2 separate regions of the Gossypium hirsutum genome follow, and region 2 is linked to region 1. Evidence: chromatin contacts called from public Hi-C data. All regions are on one chromosome and are shown on one strand. The core of a region is the stretch at or near the end of the contact, and the rest is flanking DNA. Distances in the headings are between cores, read along the strand shown.

Region 1 (5,838 bases), core at 2,505-5,004:
AATTTCAGCTCTATGATTCACCATTAACAAGTTTCAAAGTCAACCGAAGCTGCTTTTTTCGAGACCCAGCGAGGAATGCCCCCACCATTATGGTTTTCTGACTTTTTAGACGAAGATGTGATTGAATTTCATACGCCCAAAACAATTTTGATCAAAAGCTTTTTAGAAGTATAAAACATGATAATAAAAGGTAGCCTACCAGGTTACATCTTACATGGGTTGTTGTGTTGGAATTCTGACATTTTCAATGGTAATTCAGTCACTAGCAAGAGACACAACATAGTGGACAACATCACTTTGTGTACTCGAAGAAAAAAAAAAGGCCAAGGCATCAAAGTAAAAGGAATCTATACAATGCAGCAGACCAGCAGAATATCTGGACCCAGATCCCCATCAGATTATGTACACACATATATACATCGCTACTTCATTTGCATTCATACATATATCTATTGTTTAACACAAATTACATGGAACGGTCGATCAAATGATGAGGGGCATAACTTTAAGGCTTAATTGTCATCAGCGATTTAAATAGCGGTCCGATACCGCTATAGCGGCCGTTATATAGCGGTAGCAACACCGTTTGAAACTGTTACCGCCGAAACCGCTATTATTGTTTTATAATAAGTTATGTGAATTTTTTAAAAAATTCACGACCGTGATAGCTGCAATGACCACTATAGCATTCGTTATGTCCGCAACCGCGACAAACGCAACGCAACTAAAAACGCGACCGCGACCGCAATTTAAATCCCTGGTTGTCATACAAGCTGCCAAGCCTGTGACATATGCAAACATGCTAAAAACCAAGCCAGAATCTGCAAATTAGTCTCTTTTTTTTCCTTCTAACAGTTTATTGAAGTACGCCGGTAAATATTCTGTACGAAATTCATTAATTTCATTTCAGAACTCAACTTGTCTTTGTTGTGAAGATGAAGTGGACAGCTTTTATGCTATATTCATCCAAAAAACTAACTGTTTACAGTGCTATGGTGTCACCCTTCCAAGGACATTGTGTGGGAAATATCAGTTCAATTATAATGTTACCAAGGTATTTGGGTTATGATCTATAAAAAAAAAAACCCGAGCTAGCAATCTTTAGGTTAAGTCCTTTTGTCTTCCCATGTTCCATGTCTCGGATAGGACTTCCATTTCCTGGATTGATTAAGCATGGCCATATGAGTGGGAAAGTAAGCAGCACTCCAGCAGTAGAAGTTTCATATGAGTGTTTCCATCCCATACATCCCATGCATCATTTAGATCCACTGTTCACACTGGCAGCCTGCAAGTTCTTTTGCTAGCAATAATAGTTTTGGGAGTAGTTTCAGTAATAAACTTTTTTATTTCTTTCTTTTTTACAGTACTTTTCAATTCCAATGGAAAGAATCTTTAAACTAAAATGGGTTAATGATGATGAATTGGTAGCAATGTTTGCTTTAAGGACCTGTCTAGGAAACAATGAAGTTAGCCCCTTTCTAACAATCCATGGTTCCCTAGGTGTACTTGACACTTGACATCACTTTTCCTTTAATCTAATCTCTTCATCACAAACGCCAAGCTTTCTCCTACACCTTTTTTCCTCAAAAACACACGCATAAAGATGCAATAAAATAAAGCATTCACATGCAAAACCCCCCCAAAAGAACCCATTTCTGATTCGCTAGGGTGTGGTCCAAAAACATAGAATAGTTGGGTCTTGGGTGCCAAATGACAGCCTTTTTGAGAAAGTAAAACCCAAACTTGAAATGGAGATTTGTGGGGTTCGATTGGAAAATGTAAAAGAAAAAAAAAGCAGAGCAAGAGAGGGAGTTGAACTTGGGAGGGATGATTGTGAGGCCTCTGGGACATGCATGATGGTTGGCAATGGTGGTAAAATCATTCTCCATGTGCCTTTGACATTCATTTATTCTGCAACTTCTCAGTTAGTGCGCGTTTCAACAGTTTCTTCCCTTCCCCTTCATTATACTGCTAAACATACATTATTAAACTTGTTTTTAATTACTTTCAGCATGTACTTGAATCCCTAAAGCCAAAAATGATCCATTTTCCAAGCCACATTCACTTCCCACATTACCACACTTATGGGTTGCTCAAATAAATCACTAAACATTTGATAAATTAAAAAAGTTAAAATCTTTCAAAATTGTGAAATAAGAATTATTTGTTTTTCAAATGTTTTTAAATAAAGGTTCTCAAATGCTCAAATATTAAGTATTACAAAGTGAGATCAAGTGTGTAAAAATCCTTTATTAGAGCATTTTTAAAATGATTTATTTCGTATTTAAACATTTTAAAAGATTTGATGTTTATGTAAATAACAAAAAAATCTAACCTCAATTGATGAAACCACGCATTTAAAGCATGAGATTAACTCAACTTTCTTCAATTTATCATCTCAAAAATGTGACATTTTTGTATAGTGTTTTTGGGGTTTGAAACAACAATATGTTTACATTAAATTGATAAAAAGAGATAATGGGGGCTGGTGATAGTTGTTAGTTGGCTGAGTATGGAAGGGTTACCAAATCTTAACACCTTCCATTTTTCTTGGGGGAGGAATCCAAAATTACTGATCCCTAAAGACTGACTAACAATTAGATCATAAGGGACTAAGTATAGACCTATCCAATCCCATATTCTCCTCTTAATTCTATTTTGATTTTTGAGGTACATTAATTTTGCATTTAAACATTGTGGAGCCATCTTTTTTTCCATTTTTTTTATTGTTTTCCCCTATTGATAGCATTTCCCTTGCCATGCTACATGGAAAAGAAAAAAAAAGGCCTATTCGGATAGCATTGATGGTGCAAATATTTTCTTCACCTTTTAGCAAAAATAAGTAATACCTAGCTAGATTTAGCTGGATCAGTGAACAACGATATATACCATTTCTATTAATGGTCTTATTTCTTTTCAAAACCCTTTATCTCTTGATATGCTTGAGTATAAGGGAAACTCAAGTGTTCATCATAGGCTTCTTTGTAAATAAAGCCTTTTCCTTATTCCTAGTGCCTAAATCAAACAAAAATAAGATATAAAAGTCAAAAAAAACTAATTAATTACCCCTCATTTGGATGATTAAGTCTTGGGTAGAAGCTGGTAAAGAAAAATACAAGTTCTAAGTTAGTTGGTCCCTTGCTTGCAAGTTAAACAAAGCATCTAATGTAAGTTTCCTAAACAATATCATGAGATGGGGTTTGGATTAACACATCAAACGTCCCACTGGTCCCCATTGTATAGCAACCCACGTGCATAGATACATCAAAGTTCGTATATCAACTATCATAAAAGAACCCCCTTCCCCCCAAGTAGAATAATTTAACACAAAAACGAAAAGTTAGTGCCAATTATACAAAGATATATTGAATTGTTTTCATGAATATAGTCATTTGAGTAAGTAGTTGGTGATGGTTCTCAATCAAAGCTAACACTTGGGGCGAAGGATCCTATGCACAAAAAACTAGGATGTTTTAATTATGCTTCAAGTTTTAAGGAATTATTCTTTACTATTTCAATTTTAATTTAATTAACACAATTGAAATTTTAGTAATTAAGAGAATGTAAATTTAAATATGCTTATATAGTTTTGAAAGGTTATAGATAGATGTATGCATTATAATTTTATGTTTACATTTTAAAATGTCATTTGAGATCAAACAAGTAAAAAGATTAAATATAAAAGTTGTAAGAATATAGGGACTAAGAGTAGAAATAGACCAACTAGAAACTCTCTCTTTTATAAATCCATCTGTTGGCTAAAATAGTTTCTCCTGTTTCTTTTTTGTTTTTCTTTACTTTCACTAAAAGTGGAGAAAAACCCTGAAACAAAATGTAAAATAATAGGAATTCAAGGAAAACAAAAAAGAATATGATTTGATGATTATATTCCATTCTTTGTTGGATTCCCTTCTCTCAATCAATATTGTACCTTGTTCAGTTTGATCTTAATGTACGCAGAATTCAGCCAGATTTCCCTTCTCACCATGTCCAATTCAGAGCTGATCCTTGTTAATAAAGACGATGATCAGAAAAGGATCGTGAAACGACCGCCCTTGGAGTTTCAAGACGAGTGCTGCTGTGAAGCTACAGCCATTTATAATTATCCTTCAAATGATATTCCCGGTAATGATGATCGAGAACCAGCAGTAGTGCAAGATGATGAAGAGAAAAAGAGAATCGAAAAGGACAAGAAGAAACTTATATGTTCAGGAGAATTAAAGGCAAGGGTTGATGATGATGATGATGATGATGATGATGGGTTCAAGACCCCGACGTCTATGGACCATAAAATCCCAGAGAAGAAACAATGCCCACCTGCACCAAGAAAGCCAAAGGCGAATAAAAGAAAAGCATCGCCCAGTGCAAGCATATGCAGGGTTTCAGAAGAGGTTGAGTCCTGGTTTGCTGCCTCACTTGCTGATGATTTACACCGTAAGATGAAGAAAGCTCGAACGCAAGAGAATGGATCATGTTAATTTGTTTGTAGCATCATATCATGTATACATATCAGTTTATCTATATTCGGTAAGAAATAATTTTATGTAAAATGAGAACCATATGGTATAATAATATTCCTATGAAAATGGGGAGTGCATGCAGCATGGTATCGCTTGAAATTAAATTGTTAAGTATACCAGTTTCTTCAACTGTTTACATTGATGTTTTTCGATAATTTGTAGGTTTGAATTCCGATATTTAATTTTTATTATCAATCTATACATTAATGCTCTAATTGTTCTTTAGCTTGTTTATTTCTTAAATAGAAAAAACTGAAAGATTGATAGGTAGGAGTTGTTTTGGGATCCAACTTCAAATTTAACAACAAAAATGTTATGTTGCTGTGACGTATGGAAAAATATTAAAAAATATACAAGAGTTGCAGCTTTAATAATTAGGAATCGCAGCTATTTTTGAGCTCAAGGTATTATGCTCCTTTATTGAAGAGGTTCCTAGATCAGAATTTGAATATTCGGGTCTGAGTACATGTATGTTTTCATCCACATGTGACAGGTGCATTATCATTTTAAGGGAAAAAAGCTTTATTTCGTTTTAAACTAAAAAGGAATAAAATATAATTTATAAAATTCAATCATGCCCATTTGATTAGAGATACAATCCTATTCAATTTGTCCAAAATCGAATTGAGAATGAAACCCAAGTCTAATTTGGGCTATGGGTTTTTTTTTTAAAAGGATAGTGGTTTGTAATAGGCCTTTGTAGTAAAGAAATAGAACGCAGCCCACCAGATTGTTGTCAATTCTCAAAGAAAAACACACATGTGATCAATCTATATTAGGGTATACGTGTATGTGGAAGTTATTAAGTCATTGAATAAATGTTCGCAAGGATTGCCTTTAATAACGGGTCAATATGAATTTGTTCACTTCACCTAAATTGATATTTTATGTTTTTTTTTAAATTGGTACCCAAGCTTTTTTTTCGTCAATTGAATTAATATATTTTTCTAACGTCATTAAATTTTAGATAGGTGACAGTATAATATTGTGACACATGACATGATGGCATCATAATGATGTCATAATTTACTAAATATAATAAAAATCAATAAAAAATTATTTTTAAAAGCTATATCCATTTTTTTCCATTTTTTTTTCCATTTTCCTTTTCCCGATTATCTTTTTCTTCTTCCCAATTTCCCTTTTCTTGTATTTTTTTCCTTCTTCCTTTTATGAACCTTAGCTATCGCCATCTACAACTGTCGAAGCTCTGATCGGGCACCATCAAAACACTCCTTTCCACCACCTATCTTTAAATCATCGGTTAGTTTTCCAAGAATCAGACCAAAATTTGATGAAACAAAAGCCAAAGCTTCAA
Region 2 (5,916 bases), core at 2,546-5,045, 600 kb before region 1:
AATTATAAAAATATAAAACAACAAACTACACTCTCAAAAACAAAAGAAGAGCTAGAAATAATAATAATAATAATAATAATAATAATAATAACAACAACAGAAACTACACCCTTAAGAGGTTGCAAATTTTAAATGAAAAACAAACACTTAAATCACTTCAAAAGGCTTTTAATTAAGTGTATCTACTGGCAGCAACTAACATCGATCATCATCAGACAACAGCTCGAAAACAAAACAAAAAATGCAGCAGCAAGCAAACCGACAATAAATCAAATAACAAATCTACATTTATACAACGGAATGAACAAAAATGAAAAAGAACGATCAATATTTGACCTAAACAACATGATCTTCTTGCACTCTGAACGATCCTGGAATTGTACACCTTCAATTCAATTGCGTTTGTTCTAGGTGAAGGAAGAAATTGAGAAAAACTTTTAGGGTTTAAATTTATAACTTTAAAAGTTTTAGCTTTTTTTGTTTGTTTTGTTTTTGGTTTTATATTTTTATGATTTTCTACATGCTTTTTAGAAGCTTTAAAATTGAATGAAGATTAACATTTATATTGGAACATGTGCAAAGGTCTAAAAGGATGGGTACAAAAGTAACATTATGAAGATATACAATGTTTTACATCATACCGATTTTGGAAAAGGTTAAAGAAGAGCACATGGAACTTGGTGGCTATCAAAATATCTCTTGATATGAAATTAGTTTGCTTCATCTGGTCTCACATAAAATCCATTTCTATAGCAGCAACTATCAACTCTCATCTCATTCTACATACTGTTTCATTATCCAATACCCTTCTTTCAATGCAAATTGGAGTAATATACAGCAGGAGTTTTAAAGTTGGAGACAAAAATCAGTTTTCGAGCCATGCTTCATGAAGGTTGAGTGAAGTCCATGTGATAGCAAGTGGGATTGCAAGGATAAGGGCAATCAATCTCCTTCGTTACTTTACGGTTGAAGTACCAATCACCTACAGACTCTGCAATGGTCTGTTTCCAGAAAATCACCCAACTCGGATGGTTAATAGATATCAAAGATCCAAGAAAAGCGCAAAGATCAACGATACACATTAAATATGACACATTGCTCACCTTATTGTTGATTCTTGGAGAATTGGATGAATGCCATGTCTCAGCCATCCATGTTTGGCAATGAACAAAGCAAGAATTTATGAACATTCCCCCTTCCTTGTCATGTTGGAGCTTACTTAGTGCTTTAAGCAGGGAACTACGGAAACCTACAGGTCAGAAGCCCACGACATAAGGGTTGCGTCAATGCTTGGAAATTTCGATTGCATGATTTTGATGTTGAGAAGTCTAATTGGATTGTTTTAGCCAAGTAGATTGGGTACATATTACATATCCAACTACCTTGTAGATTTTCAATCTGGGTAGAATCACATTTCTGAATGCTCAATCTGCACCTTCTCCAGTAGCCATCAGGATCCGATCCGGCGGGGACTAAGATGTGTTGTATCTAGTGATAGAACCTATAATGAGAAAGGAAATAGCATTAAGTAATAAGCAAATAGTCGTGTTTGAACAAGTTACCTGCCAAAAATCGTAGGCGGGGTTGACAATGAACAATGGGGTCCTAATATTTTCGATTATTTGTTGAGGAAAGATGCACTGGAAGAGCAATCAACAACAGACAGACAGCAGGTAAGTTGTGATTCAAACTATTTGAACTTGAACAGCAAAAGGAGAAAAAAGATTTAAAGGGAAACAAGAAACAAATAAAATAGAAAAGCATAAAACCTACCTTGGATGGCTCCATTTCTGTGATACATTCCTTGTGCAAACTTTTTGCTACACCCTGACATGACATGCATACAAGATCAAATTCAAAAATGGTCGAATAACAGAAGAAAAGATTGAGGAATCACTGATCAGGACCTAATGGTATGTACTCAAATTACCTATTAAAATTTTTATGATAATCGCCAAAATGATTAAAACCAAATGGCATCATTTTCTAAGGAGGAACAATACATAATACAAGTATGATATATGGAGATTGAAACTGAACCTGTAGTTGGACAACATCATGGTAGAAATTACTCATGGTGCGATTTCCAAGAATATCTGGCCTGCAATGTAGAGAATACAAAATAAACTAACATATACAGTCAAGACTCAAGACTAACTTCAATTAGGATGCATTACCTTGGATCATACAGACAAACGAAGCAATACACATTATTAAATACATAAAAGTATATACATATATGATGTAGTTTTATATCCACACATTATAGAACATTATGACCAGTTAAAGAATTAGCTTAAATTTTAAAATGCATTGATCTTGTACCAACAAAAAAAGAACATACTCATCAAGGAAAAAACCTGCATCAGCAAGACACTTGACAGTGGCATCCTTTGGCAGATGCGCTCGAAAGTCATCACAATGTATAAGAGTTGCCAAACCTCCAGCAGAGCATCCTGTAAGAAGTGCCTGCAAAGTCCACAAATCCATCACCTTGCAACTATCAACTGAACGATAACGATATTGAAAAAGAGTGAACAATGTCGTTATTTACAATTTCACTTTTAAATATGAAACTGTAAAAAAAGCATCAGTGTAGTAGCTACCTACCTGTTTGGCCTTAGACAAGCCAAGTGATAAGAGTTCACTCATAATTGCTTCCCAAATGAGTTGGCCCCTGAGGAAAAGCTTAGTTCCATTCTAAGGAAAAAAACCCGAAAAATTAAACCATATTTTTAAAGCAAATAATTATTTCAGTAAAAAAAAATAACAAATAAAAAAAAAAAACAAATTTACCTTGAACTCACTTTCAGGGTGGCCAGCTAAAGATGCACCATCACAGTAACGCATCTTAACAATGTTCCAATTGTAAAAATCTGAAGAAAATAAAAATTACCCATTTTGAAAGCACACTCTTTAAACAGCATAAGTTATCCAAAAAAAGAAAAAGGAAACTAATGATGCAAAAAGTATACCAGGATTTTGCGAAGATTGATGGCTTAAAATCCCATCGAATGGAATTAGGGGATCCATGTACTTAGAGGAACCCAAAGCTGTTCTTTTTCGAATCTCGCATGTTTCTATTGAATTACACCAACCTCCACCCTATAAATCAAACAAGTAAAATTCGAAAACCAAGTTAAATTCTTGTAAAACCCCAAAAGGAAAAGGGAAAAGTAAAGAAATTACCTCAATGTGGAGAAGCCAATTGTTAGAGCCAGAACCAAAGCCCTTCTGAAAATGGTATCCAGGTAAACTTCCATCTAAACAAACTGCAAAAAAGAATTAATCGAAAAGTCAATGCTAATAATTAAATTTGATAAGAGACCCAAAATTAAAAGTTTGAATCTTGGAGGATACAAGCGCCTGTAGCTTTGGCTCTGTGAAGCAAAGTCAAAGGAATGAGATGGTGGTTGGAGGGGAGATTGAAGGTAGAGGAGGAGGAGGAGGACGTGGGGTTTCGAGAATCAAAGAGGAGAGTGAGAGCGAAGAGGATGATAGTGAATCCCACGGCTGCGATCGCCCAATCCTTCTTCGCCCACTTTCTCCACCCACGAAGCCTAGGATTTGCCATTGCTTCAAAGCTCCAAAAAAACAAATTGCAGTGGAGAGTTAGGTATTTCGTTTGTTTGTCTTTATTGTAACAAAACGAATGGATTACTAGACTCACAAGTGGAAAGCACAACAAGCCCATACTGCGTCCTTTGATAGATCTCTAAACTACATGAATTTTAGTTCATATCAAAATTTCATATTTTTAAAACATGTTTTAACTCTGACGTGTGAAATTTATCATTTTCTAACATGTTTTTGTATCATATTCAAAATTTTCGTGCCCAAAAATTATGCCACAATATCAATTAAACCATCTGAAAATAATATTGGGAAGTTATGAATGACAAGAAAAATGGGAAAACTGCATGAATCCTAAAGTATGTGTACCATTACCAACATCATTTGGTTACATGACTGCAAATCAAACATGAAAGATCCATTTGCTTGACATGAATGAAATTACAATCGTTTGTAAAGGTTAAATCTGACACCAATACACACGATCCAGTATAAAATTCTAAAATTAGCAAACCTGTGCGAGTCACAGTATCATAAGGTTTTGGTATTTCCTATCTACCATATGAACCTTTGGATCATGGGTTCATGTTCCCAGTGGAACGGCCAAAACGAACATTCTCATCATAAAGATATTAAGGACTGTATATAGAATACCCGTCAGAAGCCAGCTTTGGCTGTTGTTAATGCTGGAATGAAGCATGACCTGCTGTGAAATGCAGAGGAGCCGCAAAAAGAGAGAAATGAGACTAAAATACATTATTTGAGCAAATTTTGGAGAAACTGCATGAGCTTCTTTCACACCTGTGACATTAAGTGGCAGAAAGAGAAAGAAGAAACAAAAGAAAGGAGGTAAAGGAAACAAATAGTATGGTAAAGTGAATAATACCTAGAACTACACTCCCATTCCAAAAGAGAAAAGAAACAAATGTCAGCAACACGAAGAAGAAAGGGCTAACGGAGACCGAAAGCTTCCACTTTATGTGTCATGAAGTCAAAACAATGGCTGAAATCTCATAAAGCAGACCTGAATTATAATGTCAATAGGATGTCACATTAGCATAAATGATCTCTTCTCTGGCAAAGAGTAATTCCTTAAACCTTATGAACATGGTTGAAGAGAAAGTCTATAACAAAATAATTTAGTTATTTTTGCAAATTATTTCACTAAAGCCAAGATCAAAGATGTTAAAGTTACCTGAGGTTTGAGAGGCTGAAGAGGTGTTTGTCGAGTTTGTCCAGTAAAAAGACTGTTTATTAGCCTCTGCATTTCCCATGGATTTCCTTTTCCTCAAGTTTGATCTCACATTGACACTGGTATAAGGGTTGACAAACTGCTACCCTTGTTTGATGCCTTCAAATTATCTACTAACACACGATTTCTTTGATGTGCCAGAGTGATATCACTGACCCCAGAGTATGCAACAAAAAGCATCCATATAATAATATTTTCTGTTGAATAACAACAGGCAAGGCCTCAAGCTACAAGAACATAGCTGAAATGAGTAAAAACCTACAGGAAACAACAAAGAAGAAAGGTACAAAAACATTTAGTTAAATATGATCTATCCCAAAATTGTTTGATTTGATTGTCCTAATTATTGGCACTCTCTTAGCCATGTATATCAAGATTACGAAGTAAGAAACCTCAGGAATAGCTTGCATTCAGTTTTCCATATGCAGTCCGAAACATAGCAAGGTAACCTTTTCCCCAGGCAGCTTGTGAAATATCATCCAGGAAATTTTCATTATTGACAAAATAAGGAAACTAAAATTAAACCGACTCATTTACCAATGCACTGAATAGATATTTCTTCTTCAGACGTGCAAGATACATGGCGAGCACAGCAGTAAGTGATGCAACATCAGTATAGTAAAGAAAAGTGAAGAACCAGTGGACTGGATACAAGGCTAGAATTGTTGCAAAAACCGTTGATTTTGTATCATCAAGAGCTGGCCTCAAGTGGGTCATTATCTCATATACAAGAATGCTACATAGTACTGCCAAGACTTCGTTCCGTTTTACAGAACGAAGAAAGGCAGTGGAGCCAACTTGAGGAAATTATGAAGCCAATTGTAGAAAACATTGGCACGGAAACAATGCAGCAAAATGAACAAGATAGTATCTGTAGAAGTATTTTATAACTAAATGTAAATAAAACATTGTATCTGTAGAAGTATTTTATAACTAAATGTTAATAAAACATTTACAGCATTTGAGCAATAAAGTCAAAAATCCATCTTTTCTTAATATATCATCCATTAATCTAATTGACTAGAGCCAACCCATCCCTTGCTCATAATCTTTTATTTCATACAAAACAACCCATTAAAATTCAGTAAACT

Evidence for each region. A called contact is a pair of places that touch in the nucleus more often than the background predicts.
Region 2: a contact with region 1 is called in a Hi-C map of leaf, with 4 times the contacts expected there. The contact joins the promoter of LOC107948895 here to the promoter of LOC107948881 in region 1. A contact is called at or near these places in 4 of 34 Hi-C or Micro-C datasets (callus, hypocotyl and leaf).

What each region holds. Positions count from the first base shown.
Region 1 is chrA04:72,178,221-72,184,058 of Gossypium_hirsutum_v2.1, reverse strand. LOC107948881 (cyclin-dependent protein kinase inhibitor SMR3) reads left to right here and starts at 3,754. Exons shown (of 1, transcript XM_016883537.2): 1 at 3,754-4,586. The coding sequence starts at 3,951. The coding sequence ends at 4,478.
Region 2 is chrA04:72,781,507-72,787,422 of Gossypium_hirsutum_v2.1, reverse strand. LOC107948895 (pectin acetylesterase 5) reads right to left here and starts at 3,795. Exons shown (of 13, transcript XM_016883556.2): 1 at 3,671-3,795; 2 at 3,361-3,584; 3 at 3,190-3,272; 4 at 2,976-3,105; 5 at 2,797-2,876; 6 at 2,611-2,700; 7 at 2,345-2,469; 8 at 2,041-2,101; 9 at 1,774-1,827; 10 at 1,563-1,640; 11 at 1,383-1,488; 12 at 1,104-1,249; 13 at 582-1,001. The coding sequence starts at 3,574. The coding sequence ends at 885. It also overlaps the pseudogene LOC107948044.